Regions from separate parts of the Sus scrofa genome. Here region 1 is linked to region 2. A link is a contact called in public Hi-C data. All regions are on one chromosome and are shown on one strand. The core of a region is the stretch at or near the end of the contact, and the rest is flanking DNA. Distances in the headings are between cores, read along the strand shown. Region 1 holds the start of RBP7 (retinol binding protein 7). Region 2 holds the start of LZIC (protein LZIC).

Evidence for each region. A called contact is a pair of places that touch in the nucleus more often than the background predicts.
Region 1: a contact with region 2 is called in a Hi-C map of liver, with 2.9 times the contacts expected there. The contact joins the promoter of RBP7 here to the promoter of LZIC in region 2. A contact is called at or near these places in 1 of 5 promoter capture datasets (liver), 2 of 47 Hi-C or Micro-C datasets (both in liver) and 1 of 2 datasets of contacts at active chromatin or transcription factors (skeletal muscle).

The regions. Positions count from the first base shown.
Region 1 is chr6:70,311,090-70,315,419 of Sscrofa11.1, forward strand. RBP7 (retinol binding protein 7) reads left to right here and starts at 2,227. Exons shown (of 4, transcript NM_001145222.2): 1 at 2,227-2,354. The coding sequence starts at 2,282.
Region 2 is chr6:70,269,855-70,274,357 of Sscrofa11.1, forward strand. It overlaps LZIC (protein LZIC), which reads right to left and starts at 1,856. Exons shown (of 9, transcript XM_021095309.1): 1 at 1,748-1,856; 2 at 1,277-1,434. It overlaps NMNAT1 (nicotinamide/nicotinic acid mononucleotide adenylyltransferase 1), which reads left to right and starts at 1,442. Exons shown (of 7, transcript XM_021095306.1): 1 at 1,442-2,205; 2 at 2,994-3,121.

The sequences.
Region 1 (4,330 bases), core at 977-3,476, 42 kb after region 2:
TGGGAACCTCCGTATGCAGCAGGTGCAGCCCTAAAAAAAGCAAAAAGAAAAGAAAGCTAGAAAGAAGGTGTGCTGTTCTGAAAAGGTGACTCAAGTTTTTGAAAGAGATCCAAATATTTCTCTGTCCAATTTCTCAACTAATGGAAAAATAAGAGAAACAAGCAGAGCACCAAAATAGCACATTTATTACTAATAAAATCCAGGCTAGAAGTTGTAGCTATAGGTGTGAGGGTCAAAAAGGGACTGGTAACTGCGACAGATGGTGTTTTCCAAGACAGCTATTATGAAATCTCCCATCTCACATGTGACATCAGGAGACGAAGTCCCTGTTCCCTCTTTTTGCATCTGGGTGGACTTTTGACTCTGGTGGAAGTGGTTGTGGATGAGCAGAGAAGGGAGAAACCCACAGTGTCTACTGGGTTTGGGGCTTGAACAACCAGGTGGCTAGTGGTACAATGGATGGAGATGAGGAAATCTGAGGAATAACTTTGTTTTATGCCATCTTGATATGTTACATTTGGATGCACTAAGACATCCGAGTGGAGACATCAGGTAGGCAGTGAGCTCAGGGCTCAGGACTCAGGCTGCTTGAGTTTGCTAGTTTGCTTGTTTTGCTTTTTAGGGCCACACGCATGGCATACGGAGGTTCCCAGGCTAAGGGTCGGATCAGAGCTGCAGATGCTGGCCTACACCACAGCCACAGCAACATCAGATCCAAGCTGCGTCTGTGACCTACACCATAGCTCACGGCAAGGCCAGATCCTTAACCCACTGAGTGAAGCCAGGGGACAAACCCGCAACCTCATGTTTCCTAGTCGGGTTTGTTAACCGCTGAGCTACAAAGGGAACTCCAGGCTGGCTGAGTTTGAATCCAGACTCTTCCGCCAACTGTGTGATCTTGGGCAAGTTACTTAACCTCTCTTCATCTCGGGCTTTGCCTCTGTCAAACGGAGATGGTAAAGGAACTACTGGAGAGGTAGCATTTTGTGATTAATGGTCATACACAGAGTAATTGCTCAATAAATGCTAGCTGTTAATATATTTGAGTCTGGAGCTCAAGGGAGAAATGGCCAGAAAAGTCTTGGAGCCAGCCTGGCTAATGTTATACATTAGCCCACACCCCTGACCACCCACTCTTTTGCCTTTCTCTACTGTCAAGGTTAAGGCTAGAGGCTAGATTCCCCCCGGCTCCCTCATGGTTAGACGGAGCGTACAGTTTTGGCCAATGAGTGTAAACAGAAATGGGACGGAAAGATAGTGGCAGGTGGTGCCGTACACCGTCCTTCTCACCTCCAGTGTGGAAACCCGGCAGCCAGCCCCTGACAGAGAGGTCACTGGCAGGAATGGAAGGCCAGGAGAAGGCAGAGATGCCACCCTCGTCATAAGGAGTTGCCAAATCAGGTCCAGCAACCGCTTATCTCAGGACTGCTTGATAGGTAAGGAGAAGAGGAAAATAAGCCCCTATTTATTGTGACCACTAGAGTTGGATTTATTTATTTATTTGTCTTTTCTAGGGCTGCACCTGTGGCATATGGAGGTTTCCAGGCTAGGGGTCTAATTGCAGCTGTAGCCAGCGGCCTACACCACAGCCACAGCAACAAGGCATCCCAGCCGCATCTGCAACCCACACCCCAGCTCATGGCAACGCCAGATCCTTAACCCACTGAGCGAGGCCAGGGATCGAACCCATTACCTCATGGTTCCTAGTCAGATTCGTTAACCACTGAGCCACGATGGGAACTCCTAGAGTTGGATTTTTTAAATGTATTTATGTATGTATTTATTTCTATATGGCCTGCCCCTATGCAGCATGCAGAAGTTCCCCGCCAGAATCAAACCCGCATCACTGCGCTCACGGGAGTCACAGCAATGACAAACCCGGATTCTCAACCAGCTGAGCCACCAAGGAACATGTAGAGTTGGATTTATTGGCCTATTATTTTGCAGCTGACACCGTAATGAAGGCCATGCCTTTGAAAGCGATCCCTTGGTCACTAACACGTAGGCAGAGAAAATGTGCGCTCTGGGGAATGTCCCCTTCGGCGTTCAAGCAGAGGCGGGGGAGCCCGGAGGAAGAAGGAGGTGTTTCCAGGGGAGGGGCGCAGAGGGCCAGGAGCGCAAGGCGAAGGAGGCTGGGCGAGGAGGGGCTTTCTAGGAGCTCCTGGGCCCCGGGATCCCCGCTAAGCTCCTGCGCGCGCGGTCCCCTCGCGGCCCCGCCCCGGCCCCGCACTTGCCACCAAGTCCCCGCCGCCCACGCGCCGGTGCAGCCGCCAGCCCCGCCATGCCCGCCGACCTCAGCGGCACCTGGAACCTGGTCAGCAGCGACAACTTCGAGGGCTACATGCTGGCCCTAGGTAGGGCGGGAGGGGCCGTGCAGGGACCTCGGGCTCCCATCGCGTCGCGGTGTCAGGGCGGCGGCGGTGGGCGGTGCTGCGTCTCCGTCTCCTCGTCTCCCCCTCGCCCCGTCCATCGGTCCCCCGAGTCGGCCTGCCGGTCTGCCCGTGCTCCCGACCCCCAGCCCCCGTCCGTCCGTCTATCGTCTGCCGGTCGCTCTCCCGGGCAGTTTACCAGTCCTCTAGTCCATCCGCCTGTTCCCCCATCCTCCGCTCTCCCCCACCCTCCTGCCTGGCCATCTCCGGGTCCCTCCTGCCCTGTCTGCCATCCGCCCTCCCTGTCCTTCCTTCTCCCCGTCTGCCGATCTCTCTGCCTGTCCTGCCGTCTGTCCGCCAGTGTCCCCGTCTGTCTCTACCCCGCGGCCGAGGTTCATTCTCCACCGCGGACACGGTAGGGGTCCCCCCCTCACCGGCCCGAAGACCTTTCCCGGAGACCCTCGCCCGGCAACCACTTTATCGCGGGGCTCTGGGCGACTGGCTGTGGGTTTCCGAGTCCAGTGGCCGCCCCAGGGAGGTGCCGCCCCAGGGAGGTCCCGCCCGGCAGCATCAGCATCGCCTGGAGCTGGGCCATCCTGATTCGGGTCTCCAGGTGACTTTGTGCCCGCTAGAGTTCAGAAGCCACCTAGGACATCTTGAGCTTTCTGGTTTCCTCTTCCCTCGAGCGCTTGACGGGGATAAGAAACTCAGATGCTTTAGAGGCCACTACCCCTGCCTCCTCCAGGGGCCAATTCAGCCTGGAGGGCCGTGGGTCCGCGCCTGGAGGGGTCGCTTCCACCTCCCCCTGCCCAGCAAGGCTCCCCCAGGTGAGGAAGGAGGGAGAGGCGGAGGGTCTCCAGGGTGTGTTGGGGGGCGGGGTGGTGGGCAACGGAGGCTCTGACCAATGCCCCTGCTTCCCAGAGGGTACTTCTTGCGGTGCTGCCCTCAATCTAATTCTTCTGACTTGGTGGTTCTGAGCACCTACTCTGTGCCAAGCGCTTTTGCCTAAACGTCACCCATCAGGTGCACTTCTGACAGCTGGGCCAGACCTGCTGTTCCTCTTTGGGCACAGGCAAATCTGCTCTGAATTCTTCCCTTGGTACCTGAAGTCATACCTGCACAAGGTGTTTCTGGGTGGGTTAATAATAAGTGCTGAAGTTATATTTTCTAGCGGGGGTGGTGGGACCACCTAGACCTGTGCCCATTCTGGCATGTGCCCCTCAATACCAGGTGTATCTGGTATTTGATAGACAGGACTCAAGCACAGAAAAGAGAGCATTTGATCCAGATGTGTGGAGAGCTTCCTTTAGCTGAGACTAAAAGGGGCTCCTCTAGCTTCTTCTTTCTTGCCAAATAATAGCATTGAGAGATGCTTTCCATTTTTCTTTAAGAAAACTTTACTTGGCTTGACACTTTTAATTTCCCTGGTATTTTTATCATCGTTAATATTTCTAAACCTGTACTTTATGGAACACTAAATCCATGCAAATATCCCTGTGCTTAATTAAGCTTGAAAAATGCTGGTGGAATACATTCCAAGCTTTCTTTACTGCAGGACTTCTCAGAGCCTTTAATATACCAAGGTGCCCTGTGAATTTTCAAAGGATTGGAAAGAGAAGTTAACACTGAATTTCCTAAAATATAACTTCAACACTCATTAACCCACCCAGAAACACCTTGTGCAGGTGTGACTGCAGGTACCAAGGGAAGAATTCATAGCAGATTTGCCTGTGCCCAAAGAGAAATAGCAAAGCTCTAGTTTATTCCCAACATCAAATCCATCAAGAAATTGTCCAAAAGATAAATTGGAGCTAAACTGATTTTTGTTAATAACGTAACAATTTTGAAAGTGCAGCTTTAATCCAGGAGAATATTTTCCAGAATTTGACAACCTTTTCAATGCCCTTTGGTTTAAGCTCCATTTATCTTTTTCGAAACTGTCTGATACTGTTCCTTTGGGT
Region 2 (4,503 bases), core at 606-3,105:
GATAGAACCTTCATCCTCATGGATCCTTCATCACATTCATTACCACTGAACTACAATGGGAACTCCCATGAACCTTTTTTTTTTTTTTTTTTTTGCTTTTTAGGGCCACATCCTCCGCATATGGAGGTTCCCAGGCTAGGGGTTGAATCAGAGCTGTAGCTGCCGGCCTACACCACAGTCTCAGCAATGCCAGGCCACATCCTCCGCATATGGAGGTTCCAGGCCACATCCTCCGCATATGGAGGTTCCCAGGCTAGGGGTTGAATCAGAGCTGTAGCTGCCAGCCTATACCACAGTCTCAGCAATGCCAGATCCAAGCTGCATCTGCAGCCTACACCACAGCTCATGGCAATGCCAGATCCTTAACCTACTGAGCAAGGCTGCATATTGCTTGCTTCTTCCACTGCATCCTACATCTTTTTTTTTTTTTTTTTTGTCTTTTTGTTTTTTCCAGGGCTGCACCTGTGGCATATGGAGGTTCCCAGGCTAGGGGTCTAACGGGAGCAGTAGCTGCTGGCCTACACCACGGGAGCAGCAATGTGGGATCTGAACCGCACCTGTGACCTACACCACAGCCCACGGCAATGCTGGATCCCCAGCCCACCGAGCAAGGCCAGGGATTGAACCTGAAACCTAATGGTTCCTAGTCAGATTCGTTAACCACTGAGCCACAGTGGGAACTCCTGCATCCTACATCTTATTCTCTATTTAGCACTATGTCTGCCTTGAATTATATGTGATTCATTATAGCTTATTGTTTGTCTGTTTTCCTCTCCAGACTGTAAAATGAGAGCAGAAAATAAGTCTCATTCCTTTCTTAGCCTAATCAGCATTTAGTTCAGACTAGGTATTTGATATGTATAAAGGTACAACATATTTTAAGATTAACCTTGTCTAAACGAACTTCAGGGAAGAAAGAGACACTTTGGTTTTGTATTGGGGGTTTTTTGGTCGCACCCACACCAGAAGGAAGTTCCAGGGGCCAGGGATGGAACCCGCTGCCACAGCAGTGACCTGAGCCACAGCAGTGATAATGCCAGATCCTTAACTCACTGAGCGACTAGGGAACTCCTTAAAAAAAAAAAAAAAAAAAAAAAAAACCACAAAACCCTTTTAAGAATCTTAACCTAGTGCTACATTAGTTGAGATTCGTCCTATAAAGATTAACTCGCGGGCACCACCTAGTATTCAACAAAGGTGGTGCACCTTTTACGCAAACAGCCAAATTACTCCCCCAAACTGTACTCTGGAGTGGAAGGTACTCATTCACGCTCACCTTTCTCTTAGCACTCCGAACTCTGCTTAGTGCTGACTGGTCTCAAACTGCATAAAACCGCCAGTTCTTGTAGTTTCAAGTGTTATAAACTTGAGGAACGCGAAACTGTTCATCAGGGCAAGAAGTTCAAAGTTCAAACCACCTGAGGGTGGAGCTGGCTGGAAAAGGGAACAATTGACAAGCAGTTTTATTCACTATATATAAACGTGGCCTAAAGCAGTTCGGAAAACTTCCACTTGGGCGGCCTGCGACTGCACCCTCTCTTTCCGGCTCCTAGGGAGACATCGTAGGAGCAGGGGGCAGGTGTGGAGGAGAGGGTGAAATCCGCTTTCCTTCTGACTGTGCGGGCAGTCTTTGAGGCTTTTCCTGGTGAGACCGAGTGCGTTACTGAGGAAAACGCCGCACCCTAAACTGCCTTGAGGGAAGCTGTCAAACCCAGAAGCACGAAAAAGATAAAGGTGGAGCGCACACGTTTTCCTGGCTGGAAGTGAGCGGCTTCTGAACCTCGACCTTCCGGACGGGGTCAGGCAGCAGCTCCGGCCACCGCCCCAAATTCCATCTCCCACCAGGGAACCTGAAGCTCCCGCACTTGGGACTGGCGGCGGCCGGGTCGACTAGGCCTGGTTGCTCCCAGGCGTCGCCGGGATCCCGGCGCCCCCAAAGCTCTTCGGTCTTCCCAGACCAGAACCCGAACCACCCCCTCGGGGTCCCCTCTCCGCCTCCGCCCACCACGCCTGGTCCGAGAGTTCACAGCCAGGGGCCCCGCCTACCTGAGGGTCCGGGCCCCGCGGACGCGTGCAGGTGAAGCACTTCCGCCAAACGCACGCACTTCCGACCGCCTGGAGCCAATGAGGGCGCGGCTACGAGTGTTACCGTCACTGGTATCCGGGTTGCGGACTGTCTCCCGGAGGACTCGGGCCAGTAGCGTGGTAAGCCCCTACCCGGAGACCCTGACAAACCGGGCTCTGGGGGAGTCAGCCAAGGACTCCTTTTTAAAATCGCAAGTGCAAGGGAGTCCAAGATGGTGGGGTTTTTGAGGGTCAAATGCAGCCGTCCCCGAAGCAAGGTCTCAATCAAGTTTGAGGCTGGGAGTCTTGTCCCTTCCTTTAGAATTTTCTCTGTAGAACCAAAAATCTCGGTAAAGTTGCCTCTGGCCTTTGGAACAGGTGAATTCACCCTGGGGGAAAAACTCCTTCTTGGGCAGAAGTGAGGGGGGCGAGGCACTTCCCCTTTTTCCCGCAAATCCTTTTTTCCAGGTCTGTGAAAGACTGGATTACGAAGCAGTTTGACACCAATTCGTCTTGGAAAGGAGACTGCGAGCCGTTGGGCAACATTCTAAAAGTTACTCAGAAGTTAGGTGGAAATTGTTTTCACATGTTCCCAGCCCAGCTCCTTGAAGTCATTAGTCCACAAGACAACCTCAGGGTTTACAGCGAAATTGTTAAACAGGTGTTGTCTTTAAAGTTAATTCTAGGAATTCCCTGGTGGCTCAGTGGGTTAAAGATCTGGCATAGTCACTGCTGTGGCAGGGGTTGATTCCTGGCCCAGGAACTTCCACAGGCCCAGGAGCCTGGCCAGAAATAAAAATAAAGTTAATTTTAACTCAGCCACCCAGGACACACTTCCTAGATCACCACAGAACTCCACCAGAATGAATTATTTGTCATTTCTGTCCAATCATAGAAATTCTTATTTATCACCATAAATTGTTTTTCAGAGTTACAATTTGGTTGTGAAATCGCAGTTCTAAGTCCAACACAGAAGAGAAGTTGACACACAAGTTGGAATGGTTCCAATGGCCTACTGTGCAAAACTATTCAGATTCATAGAATTTCCTTTGTAAAAGTAAGTGGCTGTTACGTATTTTTTTGTTATTGTTAACAAGTGGTAAATATATTGTGTATCAAGCAAGCCTCTTAAGTTTAGATAATTTTTATCGAAGTATAGTTGATTTACAATGTGTTAATTTCTGCTGGACAGCAAGGTCATTCCGTTTTATATGTACATAATGTATGTATGCATTGTTTTTTATATTCTTTTCCATTCTGGTTTGTTTCAGATATTGAGTATAGTTCCCTGTGCTATGCAGTAGGACTTTGCTGTTTATCCGTTCTGTGTAATAATAGTTTGCATCTGCTAACCCCAGACTCCCAGTCCGTTCCTCTCCCATTCCCCTCCCTGTTGGCAACCGCAAGTCTGTTCTCTAAGTCTGTTTCTAATTCGTAGATAGGTTCATTTGTGTCGTATGTTAGATTCCACGTGTAAGTGGTATATGGTATGTGTCTTTTCTTTCTGATTTCACTTCGTATGATAATCTCTAGTTCCATCCATGTTGCTGCAGATGACATTATTTTGTTCTTTTTTATAGCTAAGTAGCATTCCAGTGTGTGCATATGTGTATATATATATATATACATATATGCACAATGGATTTACATACAAAGTATATAATGTATATACAGTGGAGTATATAAATATGCAGTGATAATGTGACTATGTGTGGAAATGTTTTTGTAGAATATCAAAATCTCAATGACAAATAGGGTCAGTGCCACATACAACAAAGCTGGAAAATATCCTTCTTTCACCATTTGAAGTACTTGCTGAATAAACATTTTCTCACTGGGTTCTTCCCCTAATTTTTATGGTGATAATACAGAGTTCTACTTAGGCATTTGTGTTGGTTTTAGAGGGTGCGAGCAATCTTAGAAGCTGTGGAGGAAAGGCCTCACTGTACAAGCATCGTGCTTACCTGCTCTTCATTCTTGGTAACTTAATCTGATTCCGCAGTTCAGATTCCGAGAGTATTCTTACATACCTTTGGGTTCTTGTTTAAAGCTAATGGATAGTGAAAAAGCATTCCTAGTGCATAGGCAAGAGAAATTGGTTTTGGTTCAAGTTCTCAAACAAAGATAGAATCTAAGCCTAAAAAGAGGATGGGGAGGGAAGAGAAGAAATTGGGAAAAGAGGAATGAATGTTAGGTAGGTAGACACAGAGAGAGCGTTGGGGAAAGTAACCTCAGAACTGGGAGTCATAGGTGGAAAATCAGATCACTACTGCTGGGTAGCTGGAGGAATTTAGAAAACTTTAACTTGGACTTGGGTAGGAGTCCAGAGGGAACAAATTGCCCCAGCTAGATAGGGAAAATACAGGGGCAGATGAAACTGGAGTAGCTGACTAGAAGTATCAGGAGCCAAAGGCTCTCTGCACCTGTGGACCTCTTGTA